Linked DNA regions of Danio rerio: region 1 is linked to region 2. A link is a contact called in public Hi-C data. All regions are on one chromosome and are shown on one strand. Each heading gives the region's core, a stretch centred on a gene start, on an enhancer-like site or on the middle of the called end of the contact. The rest is flanking DNA. Distances are from core to core; before and after follow the strand shown. Region 1 holds the start of aldh3a2a (aldehyde dehydrogenase 3 family, member A2a). Region 2 holds the start of tnfaip1 (tumor necrosis factor, alpha-induced protein 1 (endothelial)).

Region 1 (6,401 bases), core at 3,035-5,534, 280 kb after region 2:
CTGTTGATGTACAGTACACATTATGTGCGTCGGTTAGATAAAGCATCTGCTAAATTAATAAATGTAAATCTTTGGATACATACCAATGTAACACTCAGATTCATCACAGTCTCCTCCTACAGCCACTGTGCTACCCTCCAAAAGTGCCATTATCCTCTTAAAATGTCGTCGATTGATAATCCGTCCGTAGTCTTCAAAGGTCTTAGGGTCAATTGTATAAAATTCCTGCAAGTCAATATACAAGATGTTAGTGATATTTGTGTGCAATCAAGTATTGTTTTAATAAAGAGCAATTTAGTTGTAAATATACATTTCTCTTCAGCTGGAACAAATCCAAAAGAGTTCTGTTCATATGAACCCTAAAATTTGCAAGACATGTTAAATGCAAGACATTTTAACCAATGAAAAACCGATCACAGGCGCAGTGGTTGATAGAATGGGTTTGTTTTACAGCACAACTGGAGGATCAGCGCTTATTTTCTAGAATCGTATTACTTTTTACTTACTTTTTGCATTCGTATTATGTAGGATTTGGACAAACATAAACACTACCCTCACACATACATGCCATTGCAGGCTTTAAGAATATCAATTATGTTGCGTTGTAGCTCTGGCAGTAACATTATTTTGGTGACTTTTATTTATTTCAGAACCTAACTGGGCACATCTGCTGAAGTTCAATACATGTAATAAAGTAAAAAGTGTGGACGTTCTTCTACCTGTTATATATCAGAATGAATTGTTGTTTTGCAGAAAAACTGCTAATGAGATATAAATAATAGGAAGAGGAAAAAAAAATACTCTTTACACAGAGATAAGATGCATAAATGAAGCTTTCAGAATCCAAAAACTTCAACCTTCAAGACTGAGGAAAATAATTGCATGCAAATAAACCTAATCAAGACAAAAAGTCCACTTTGTCAAACTACATCTAAATTCCCACCTTGATGCATTTCTGGATCTCATCGATGACTCTGTCTTGGATGCTGGATTCACAGAGGATGTAATCAGGAGCAATGCAGGTCTGACCGCAGTTCAAATACTTTCCCCAAGTAATCCGACTGAGAATTTAAGAACAATGATGGACAGCATTATATTGATGAAATTGATTGATTAATATTACCATTTAACCCAAATGATCTGTGTTTATTTAGATTCAAGCTGATGATGGCAAACTCACCGGCAAGCAATTCTAATGTCACAGTTCTTGTCAATATAACAGGGGCTTTTTCCACCCAGTTCTAAAGTGACTGGTGTGAGGTGATGAGAAGCTGCTTCCATAACCAGTTTGCCCACTGTGCTGTTTCCAGTGTAGAAGATGTGGTCAAAACGCTGCTTCAGCAGCTCCTGAGTCTCTGGAACCCCTCCTGTCACCACCTGATACATCTCCTGTACACATTAAGAACTACTTTAGATTAATTAAACAGGTAAAATAATTTATAATCAGTTTCACTGAATGAATTCTTACAGAATCCAGATAGAGAGACATGAGCTCCATAACGCTGGCTGTGTGCGAGCTCACTTCTGATGGCTTCACCACTACAGCATTACCTGCAGAATTCAACATTAGAGATTTCAGTAAATGATGATGAAGAGAATATTAGATATTAAAATCATTAATATTAAAATCATGTTTTCCACATTCAATATGACTATTTGTTTATTTATTTGAATCCCTAACCCATTCTTTCTGGGATCCAACAAGTAAATAATAAATGCTGTAATAATACAACAATGACCTAAGGTTACAGTACGTCCAGGGACATTAGCTCAAAATTAGCTTTCAATGACTCTAAAAGTATAAATGAATCAAGAAAATACGAGTAACATGACAAATGTATCTGGGGGAAAAGGAACTACAACTGATCATGGAATATAGCTGAAAAAATAGGTAAAATAAAAAAAAATTATATAAATAAAATTCTCATAGGTAATATAAAATACCTTTGATTAGAACAGAATTTGATAATGAATATTTAAGTTCATCTGACATTGTTCTGTGCTTTCTCTATAAGTGCTATGTTATGTTTCATTACAAATGCTTGAACTTTTACACTTTCCAATCACAACTACAAAATATGGATAGTAAGACATTATTATATTTGAAATAACATATCAAATTTTATAAGCCAGATATCATTTTTGGCCACAATTACTGCTATAAAGTGCTTTTAACTAGCATTAAGACTTTTCTAAAGTTTGTCTAATAAAAAAGTTAAAATATTATAAATAAACTAAATTTGTATTAAGCATTAATTACCTAGAAGTTAGCTAATTTGCAGGTCTGTATTAAAAAAAAAAAAAATCTATATATATATATATATATATATACACACACACACACACACACACACACACACACACACACACACACATATATATATATATACATACATACATACATACATATATATATATATATATATATATATATATATATATATATATATATATATATATATATATATATATATATATATATATATATATATATATACACATACACACACACACATTTTTCTTCAGTATACTAGAATATTGTCTTGAAATGGGTCGTATAAACTAATATATGATGCTATAACGTTCACATGAACTGGAAGTTGCTGCAGACTTTTTTTCAGTATGATCAGCTATTTTCAACTCAAATGGATATTGAGTTGGGGCTGGGGTTTTATTTTTGAGCTACTCCTCTCATCATTCACACTCACCAAACTAATAGTTAATTCCAGAGTTAAAGCAAACATTTTGATTTTGATTAAATGCAAATTAGCAAAACAAACTGTTTTTTTTTTTAAGTTGACTGGAACGTTTGGATTAATTGTTCACCATATGACTAACAATGTGTGCTAGCAACATAAATATTGTAAATTTGGATGTCTTGCAGACTTTAATGACGCTTTTTGGACTAATTTCTTTAAACTTGTAGTCTCACGACTCTAACAATAATGTCAACATAAGGTAGGTTTATGCTTCACCTGCAGCAATGGCACCAACAAGAGGTTGCAGGGTAACTGCTATTGGATAGTTCCACGCCCCAATGATGAGCACAACACCAAGAGGCTCTGGCTGTAGGAACACATCGTCTGAGATGGTCAGAAGGTTTTTATTCACAGGACGAGGTGCTGCCCACTCAGCCAGTTTGCTGACAGCCAGATTGATCTCTCCCTCCAAGCCAAGGATCTCAAACAACTGTGTTGAGTTTGCGCTCTACAAAAACACAGACATTACGTTCAACCCAGTTAATCATCCAAACAGAATATGCAGAGCTGGCAATTTTGATTCACCTTATAGAGGTCTTTTCTCAGGGCATTAGTGATGTCTGCTGCTCTTTCTTTAATGAATCGGCTTAGGTTTTTAAGTTGTTTGACTCTGTAGTCCAGGGGTTTGGATCTTCCGGTCAAGAATGCCTTTCTGGCCTGTTGAACAGCAAGCTGCTCTCGAGACATCATTAAGAGTCAGTCTGGTCTGTGATTCAATGAGCTGAAAGATAATAAAATAAAGGTGAAGAGTTAATCTTAATTCTTAGGGTGAGATATAAATAGAAACAAACAAAAAAAATATCAAAGTAAGTTCAGCGAGCATATTTCGCAACATGTACTTTGCCACTTTGAAGCATTTGCTTGTTTATGATTTAGCTAACATTTGCTGTTTCTATGAATTTTCAACGTCATCACTTTTACTAATTAATAGAGGTACTTTAGTAGTTGACTGTGATTGTCATACTTTATTCGTTCGGGAATGTTTTTCTTTACTCCAGTATTACCACTGTATACTAAACGTCTTTGTAGATCAAAAATAAAAAAATAACTTTACTTAAACTCTCTTGGTTCATATGTTTTTTAAGATAACTACAAGTAAACACAATTTAGGTTTGTGTCTATGTTTCATCTCCAAACAGAAGGTAAAATTGTACAAATAAGTAAATTAAATAAAAAAGAACCAAAATAAGAACAAAAAGGCAGAAAAATGCGAGGTAAAAATACTTTGCATTTCCTTTACATTACATTTACATGTATGTGCTGGAGATGTGATTACAACACTTTTCAGTGAAGTAAGAGTTCCGTAAAGTTTAGTTTAGTGGTCACACAGTAAGCTCACTTTGATTGTAATTTCTGTGCGCATAGCATTCGTAATATCTGACGACTGAAACCTTCAACCCGAACCGTATCATAAGGATAACAGTAAGGCTGTGAATTAATGTGCAATGCTGCTGCTGAATATACAATTTATTTTACTCTAAACGAGAGAGGTTACCTGAACGCTGAGATATGAACATTAACCTCACATCATCTGCGTCATGCTCACTTAAAAATCTTGGGAAGATCCTTTAAACGCAAACATTTCCTCCAGCAGAGGCGCTTGGAGGATCAGAAGGCTGAATTCTCCAGTGATACAATTCACATTTGAGGGCGTTTTGTGTTTGGCTGCAGGTATATGTACTCTAAAATGTATCATCGTTTAAATACAAGCATTAAAAATAACTGTGGTGCATGAAAGAAAACTGCAACAATGACTCAATTAATTTTATAAAACTATTAAATCCCCCTCTTTACCTACTAACCACAAACGACATTGATTGGTCCTTTCAGCTATTCTGTCATGCACCGCTGAAAAACGTAACAGGTGTCACGCGATAAAACTGGTCCAGCAGCGCTTTGAACAATAGTTTACACTTGAAAATTACATTGAGAATTCTTAATAGCCTTCAATATATTTATTTCAAATGTACTGTGAAGAGTAAAATTATATCTTGAAAAGAACATTAATATATTTCTTACTCTCTCGCCTCCTTGTGACTATAGCAGGTTGCCATTCTACTTACTTTTCTTCTTCTTCTTCTTCGTGGTTTTATGGCGAGTAGCGAACCAACTTTAAAGGTGCATATCGCCACCTTCTGTGATGGAGTAACTTACTTTTCTTTCGTCACTCTTCCTCTTATTTTTTTTTTGTCTTATTTCAGACGCTGCACACCATTACAGCGCCATCTACTGTTGATCTGTTACATGTAGTCTCTTACAAGAACAGTTGGGTCAATGCGGTCAATGTTTATCAGTGTGATGTTCACAAGTTTCTATGAATATATTTGATATGATCCTCTGTTATTCTGGCCTCATGGTCAGGGAAAATATTATAATTAATAATAATAATAATAATTATAAGCTGGGTCAGTTGATGTTTCTGTGTGGAGTTTGCATGTTCTCCCTGTGTTGGCGTGGGTTTCCTCCAAGTGCTTGTTTCCCTCACAATTTGAAAGACGTGAACAGGTGAACTGGGTAAGCTAAAATTGTCCGTAGTGTATGTGAATGAGTGTGTATGGATGTTTCCCAGTGATGGGCATCCGCTGTGTAAAACATGCTGGATAAGTTGGCGGTTCATTCTGCAGTGGCAACCCCAGCTTAATAAAGCAATTAAAAGATAATAGAATGAATAATAGAAAGAGATTGAATAATAATACATTTTATTGTATCTAGTAGCAGCTTTTTTTCTCATTAAATAACTATTGTACTTTTTATTAAGTATTTTTTTTATTTAGAATGTCTTTTTTTATTGTTATTTTTCTGAATGTGTCTATAGAGTAATAACATTTTAATTAAATTGTAATATATTTTTAATTAATTATTTTTTCAATTAACATTTGTTATTTTAGTTTTATTGTACAAGTTTTAATGACTGTTTAACCTAAAAATATTTGGTTTTCTGTGAACTGATTGTGAATGAATAAATGGCCAAACAACTGTGGTTTTGAAAAGCAGTGTTTTTGTGGGCTGGGCCTAAATGTGACCCTAGTGTGACACTGGAGAAGGTCTCATCTCTCCTCTCTGTCTGCAGTCTCAGCCCCATAAATCTTTTAGTTTGATGTCTCACGTGGCCCTTCATATGGACAAGTCGCATGTGAAATGCATGTTGAGACAGAGACGTGTTCCCCCAGCATGTGATGTTTTGGTGATTACAGCAGTCATGTGTATTGAAACATGTTTCACACCATTGTTCTTCTATCAAAATTTGCAGTCAAAACTTACAATGCATGATAGACGATGCAGTGCAAACATTTTTTTATACTAAGTATTTTTGTCTTGTTTTCCAGTATAAAAAATCAATTATGGCCAGTGGTTTTACTAACAAATTACAAACATTTAAACTACTGTAATTGAGTAGTTTTCTCTGAAATTGTACTTTACTAAGTAGTTTTTAAAAAGTGTACTTCTACTTTCCCTTGAGTACATTTTTAGTGCTGTATCGTACTTTTACTCCACTACTTTTCTTCAATCTAGCCACTGCTTTATTTTTTCCTGTCTATGGGGATTAGAAAAATCAGCCCTGTGATTCTTGTCCAATCAAATCAAAAGTAAATCACATCATACTAAACTTCCAGACATGGGTGATTTATAAATGCAACAAAC
Region 2 (5,713 bases), core at 1,609-4,108:
AGGTTTTGAGGAAACAAACATCAGTTCTTCCGTGGCACTGAAAACAAAACATTCAGCCTTCAGCCCTTATCTCTATTCAACAGTCAAAAGAGGACTCGTAACCTTGCATGTTACAGCTCCAATGTTAAAAAGTCATTAATGTCATTTTAAACCACACATTTAACGGAATCATTTAGCATTTGGTCTCTATATAAAATGAACAATATCAAATTTGGTATGTAATTTCTAAGAGCTCTAAATGATCAACATAATCAGCATGATCAACATGACATGTAAAAACAATGCCATTTGCAACTTTGCTTATAGAGTGCTTTTTATCCCTTGATACTTTATATATTTTAACCCTTAAAATATAATCTTTTAAAGACATTATTGGCACAGTGACATCTGACAATTTCATGCAAGCAGTCTGCTATATTGGGGTAAAGTTGGTTTTATACTCGCACATTCGTTCAATGACAACTTGTGACAAGCTCCCTATTTTGTTTACCACGGTACTTTGATTATTCAGTTTGAAATAACATGCAAGTAAGACTTCATAACAACATTAGCACTATTTATTTGACTCTGAGAATTATTGTACTTTGATAGTCATTGGCTGCTAATACGATTTCCCTATTTAGAATTAGCAAACAATACTCTTCTGAAATTACATTAAGCAGAAAATCTCCATGTGTAAATATAAAGCCAACTTTACCTCAGTGTCTGCTATGCTGTTATGATAAATCACTAACTCTGTAACACTTTATGTTTCGGATAAATTTGATAACTACAATAATTAGCATGAAAAACACATTTAAAACATGTATTTATCTCAGTGAAGTTATATGCATTATTAACATTTACAGCTTTTGATTTTAAACATTATTAAGTATTATGACATGCAACCAAGCTGACCGAACATTTAATAACAACACTAACAGTGGTTCATCAAATCTTGAAGAACTGGTCATCGTCAGTAATCTACTTTAATGTTAAATGTAATCAAAGTCTCCTTTATTTCATTACAGACTGTAAGAACTGCATTTTACTATTCGTTGCCATAACAAAATAAATGATATGAATAGATAGATTATAGATGGATGGATGGGTGGGTGGATATACTTATGAATAAAATGCAGTTTTCACATTTACCTTATAGCATATCAAGACAAGCTAGAAAAGCATGACATATCAAATAAGATTCAAATATGAAACTAAATATGCAATTTTCTCATAACGGTTTGATTTAAGTATAGATTCAGTCTATTGGGAATGTTATTAAACCAGTGTTTGTTTTTATTGATTATTATAGGTGTTTTATAAAGGCTGGGATGTAGAGGTAGTATAATAGTACAAGGACAGAGATTCACATTATATATTTGACATAACATATAAGTTATAGCATGAATGTAATTTGGGCATATATTTTAAATTAAAAGTCTATTTATGAAATTGAGAGTATTTGTAATCCAACTCTGTTTTAATCTTTTGGCCAATTTATTGTGCTAATTATATACATTTAATATATTATTATAATATTTAAAATGATACACATTTGCTTGCTGAATATATAACCAAAGTCATAGCTCATATGTCACACACATAACACAATGTTGCCTGACTTCATTCAAACCACACCAGCACCTGTCAACCTTTCCTAACTACTGAAGAATCCAGCCACTTCTTGTCGTTCATTCATCGCCATATTACAGTAGTTACATGTCAGAATGTAAAAACGCAGGTCAGTTTCCATAACGGAATGACCGGCTTTCTGAATTTTTCCTGTCATGCAGGAATGTCAGGCGGTCAAATGAAGCTCTCACCTGGCTCTTCTGCTGCTGCTGAAGCCTTTCCTGCAGTATCGCCTGTGCCAGTCCCCCTGTTGCGCTGCTACTGGACGTGTCAGCGGATAAAGGCCGGACGACATCCAGCAGCGGAGGGGCCGTGGAGCAACGGGCCCCCTGCCTCAGTCTGAGCAGGCCCCGGCTCGCCCGGACACACATGGGATACACAGACACCGCCGACATCTTGAATATGATGCAGTTCGTACCCGGAGCGCGAGTGGAAAGGACAAACGATTTTGATTGGTTACGTCTATTGTGATTGGCAGGTGCAGAGAGCCAATCGAGTCTGTCGACTATTCCGTAAAGGCGGGTATTTTAATGTCGTCACGGGCTGCGTCAAAAGCAGCTAAAAGTCCCAATATTTTTTTTATTAGGAATGTTATTTTAACAGTGTTTGTTTTTATTAATTATTATATGTGTTCTATAAAGGCTAAGATGTAGAGGTAGAATAACAGTACAAAAACGGAGATTCACATTGTATGTTGCAATAATTCGAGAACATACAATGTCATTTTGGGTATACAATTCAAAATAAAAGTCTACTTATGAAATTGTTACAACTTGTGGTGTTAAGTTAAAACCATGGGTAAACATAAATATAGCTATATTAATATTAATTAGCTATCAAATGAAGAAGTTTTTAAATCTAAATATTACTTTTTTTAAAGTATTACTTTGTAATCTTTTTCTATATATGCTATACATAATATAAATCGCCTTTTATATATTCCATTTACTGTATATATGATATCTATACTATATATACTTATTACCATTTTGTTTGCTTTGCGTATTCATATTGTTTACATTTGTAAGTCGCTTTAGATTAAAGCATTTGTCTAAATAAAAATAAAACCTAGCATAAATGTACATTTTTTTAATCTCAGGGCTTTATCTTTTGTTGACTGTCCCTGCACTAGCCAATGGGTGGCAGTAGATCATTAATACGGTTTAACCTGTTGCTGTTGATCTTTCAACGAAGAAGAGCCATCCATCACATTTGTTAGCCATCGCCCTGAAGGTAGATGTGAAAGGTATTTTCCCTGTTTTTAAATGGTCTGATAGAACTGTTTATGCGTTTCTTTTTCAAATATGGTTGAAGTAAAACAGCGGAGTTGAAGAACTGTCGACTTCAGTTACTCGCCGACGAGTTATACTGCGGCAGAGCGGGTGAGTTTTACGCGTCGAAAAGTTTTTTCATGGTAATAACCTGTTCTAAACTTTGTTGTTTTGAATTAAATAAGCTGAAGTATTTTAAAACTAGCATTAACCCTAACTAAAGCTCTGAGGTGTTTTGTTATTGCGCCTTTTAGTCGTGAAATTAGCACAATAGAAACATTAGCAGAAACGTTTGCTCAAAAGCGTTGCCAATCTGTAAAACACACAAGATCAAGATTTTCTTTAAACTAAAAGAATTTAATATATTGTCAATAAAGATATACACAATGTGAACTGAATATTTGGCAAGTTTAAATTTGTTATCATGGCCAGTTGTAAATAAATATCAATTTATTTTAAGTAGCCTCCATGTTTTTCACTGACTTGTGTGAGGAGAAATGTTTAAATTTCAGGTCTGTTTTGGACAAAGAATTGTTATCATAAACAGTTGGAATTCATTATGTTTCAACTTTGCAACCCTGATGTTACTTCTTCTTTATCCCTTTTTTATTGATATAAAATGTATTTTCAAATTGCACTTGAACTATTCTGAATATGTAATTGTATGAAATTAAGATTGTTTAATCTGCAAATTATGATGATTAACCTCATTTAAATTTAATTATTTTGAATTTATAACTCACAATTGCTCAAACAGTTCAAGAATAGTGTAAAGTGTCTGTAAAGTGACCAATTTTCAATATGTCTTAATTCTTATTTTAAAAAATAAATTGTTTTTCTTTGGGGTCTTTAAAGTTCTTGAAAAAGTGTAGTTTCTTTAGTAATAACTGTATTTATATATGTATGTTGATTTATTTTTCTGTAAACATGTATATTTTCATTTCATTTAAATTAAATTTAGATTTTGACTTCTAACAATTCTGAAAAAAAAATTGTAGAAGTAAAACAATTATAGCATCATATACTGTCACCTTTTTAAAAACATTTTTGGGTCATATGGTCCACTTGTTTTAAATATTCACAATTTCAAAATTAACCAAAATAATCACAATTGTTTTTTTTTTTTTTTCATGTTCAAGCAGGGTCAAAAAAGGCACCCACATATGTAATAAGTGTTCAAAAGATCCTTCTGTATTGCTTTAGTTAATGTGTAGCATGTAGGTTTGGCATCACGATCAGCCTGGCCAGCAGCATTCACCACGGCAGGGGAAATCAGACCCATCGTGTGCAGGGTGGTTATCTACCTACAGAGGGACATGTCAGGAGAGAGCTGCCTGCACCAGCTTCAGCCACACACCGGGCCCATCCTGCCAGTCTCTTCAGTGGGCTGCCCCAAGACTAACACCTGCACCTACCGTGGTGTGACCGGAAATAAGTACGTTCAGCTCAATGTTGGTGGAAATCTGTACTACTCCACACTGCAGGTGCTCACTAGACAGGACACCCTGCTGAGATCCATGTTCAGCGGCAAGATGGAGGTGCTCACAGATAAGGAAGGTGAGTTATTTAAACAGCCCTGAGAGAAGATGCAACCTCTTCAGCCTTGGCTCAATGTGGTTTTTTTTTTTTTTTTTAGGTTGGATCCTAATAGATCGCTGTGGGAAACACTTTGGCTCCATTCTCAGCTATCTCCGTGATGGATTTGTGAATTTGCCAAAAAGCAGACAGAGCATCATGGAGCTCCTAGCAGAGGCCAAGTATTACCAGATTCAGGGCTTGATAGACTTGTGCCAGAAGGAGCTACAGGTTGGTTAAGTCACATAAAACCTCCTTTTTAATAGGCTATACACTTGTATTGGCCTAGTTTACATCTGGTATTAAAGGGGACCTATTATGCCCCTTTTTAAAAGATGTAAACTAAGACTCTGATGTCTCTTTAGTGTGTATGTGAAGTTTCTGCTCTAAATACCCCACAGATAATGTTTTATAACTCCTTAAAACTGTCTCTTTTAGGCTTTGATTGTAATTGTGCTGCTTTGGTGACTGTCGCTTTAAATTCAAATGAGGCAGGGCTTTCCCCCTCTGATGACATGTACAAAGGGAGAAGGTCAATTAAAATCTATTTTTATGAAGTGTGATTATAAAAAACAAAATGAATATATTTTTTTATTAGAAGCTGGTTATGTTCATAAACCTCTCATTAAAGTGATTTTTGTATAATAGGTTCCCTTTAAAGTTTCCGTGAAGTGCTTTGAAACATGCATTTGTGTTTGACGTGGGACATAATTTGAACTAAAACATAAAAACAGGGTGGGACCGTGTAGTGCCCTTCTTCTTAAAAAAAAAAAAAAAAAAAAAAAAAAAAAAAGCATTTTGTTTTTTCACAGCTCTGCCAGTGAGAGCAATAGTGCCTCAAGGGGGAGATTCCAATAATAAGGGGGCATAAGATGTCAGATGTGTACTAGAAAGCATTTGATTGGTCATAAGATTTGATGAAACAGTGAGCTGGGGTCCGTTCTTCGTATGTGGATTACTCAATTAGCAGGATTTGGATGTTGACGATTTGACGTGATCCAGGATCGTTTCGTTCTTCAAAACTCATCTGAGATTTGTTGTCATAGTAACAGTTGGTAGCTCAAACCTGCGTAGGAGCAGGCTCATTCATATAAACATGATTAGATTGGGTCAGTTCAAGCAAAGATAATATTGAAAGTATCTACCAAATGCTGATATTTTCTTACAGTAGTAGTTATATACACTTGGGAAAATAAAATCTATATATTAATAACATTTTTGCAATCTGCACTTCGAAATAAAAGTAAAAGACT

What was found. Hi-C and Micro-C count contacts between places; a contact is called where the count stands out from the background.
Region 1: a contact with region 2 is called in a Hi-C map of hematopoietic stem cells, with 2.7 times the contacts expected there. The contact joins the promoter of aldh3a2a here to the promoter of tnfaip1 in region 2. A contact is called at or near these places in 2 of 18 Hi-C or Micro-C datasets (caudal fin and hematopoietic stem cells).

The regions. Positions count from the first base shown.
Region 1 is chr15:23,302,762-23,309,162 of GRCz12tu, forward strand. aldh3a2a (aldehyde dehydrogenase 3 family, member A2a) reads right to left here and starts at 4,285. Exons shown (of 11, transcript NM_212649.1): 1 at 4,255-4,285; 2 at 3,285-3,480; 3 at 2,976-3,207; 4 at 1,469-1,551; 5 at 1,181-1,389; 6 at 944-1,061; 7 at 84-225. The coding sequence starts at 3,446.
Region 2 is chr15:23,020,857-23,026,569 of GRCz12tu, forward strand. tnfaip1 (tumor necrosis factor, alpha-induced protein 1 (endothelial)) reads left to right here and starts at 2,859. Exons shown (of 7, transcript NM_199799.1): 1 at 2,859-2,996; 2 at 4,089-4,442; 3 at 4,522-4,691. The coding sequence starts at 4,202. It overlaps timm50 (translocase of inner mitochondrial membrane 50 homolog (S. cerevisiae)), which reads right to left and starts at 2,041. Exons shown (of 11, transcript NM_200665.2): 1 at 1,806-2,041. The coding sequence starts at 2,009.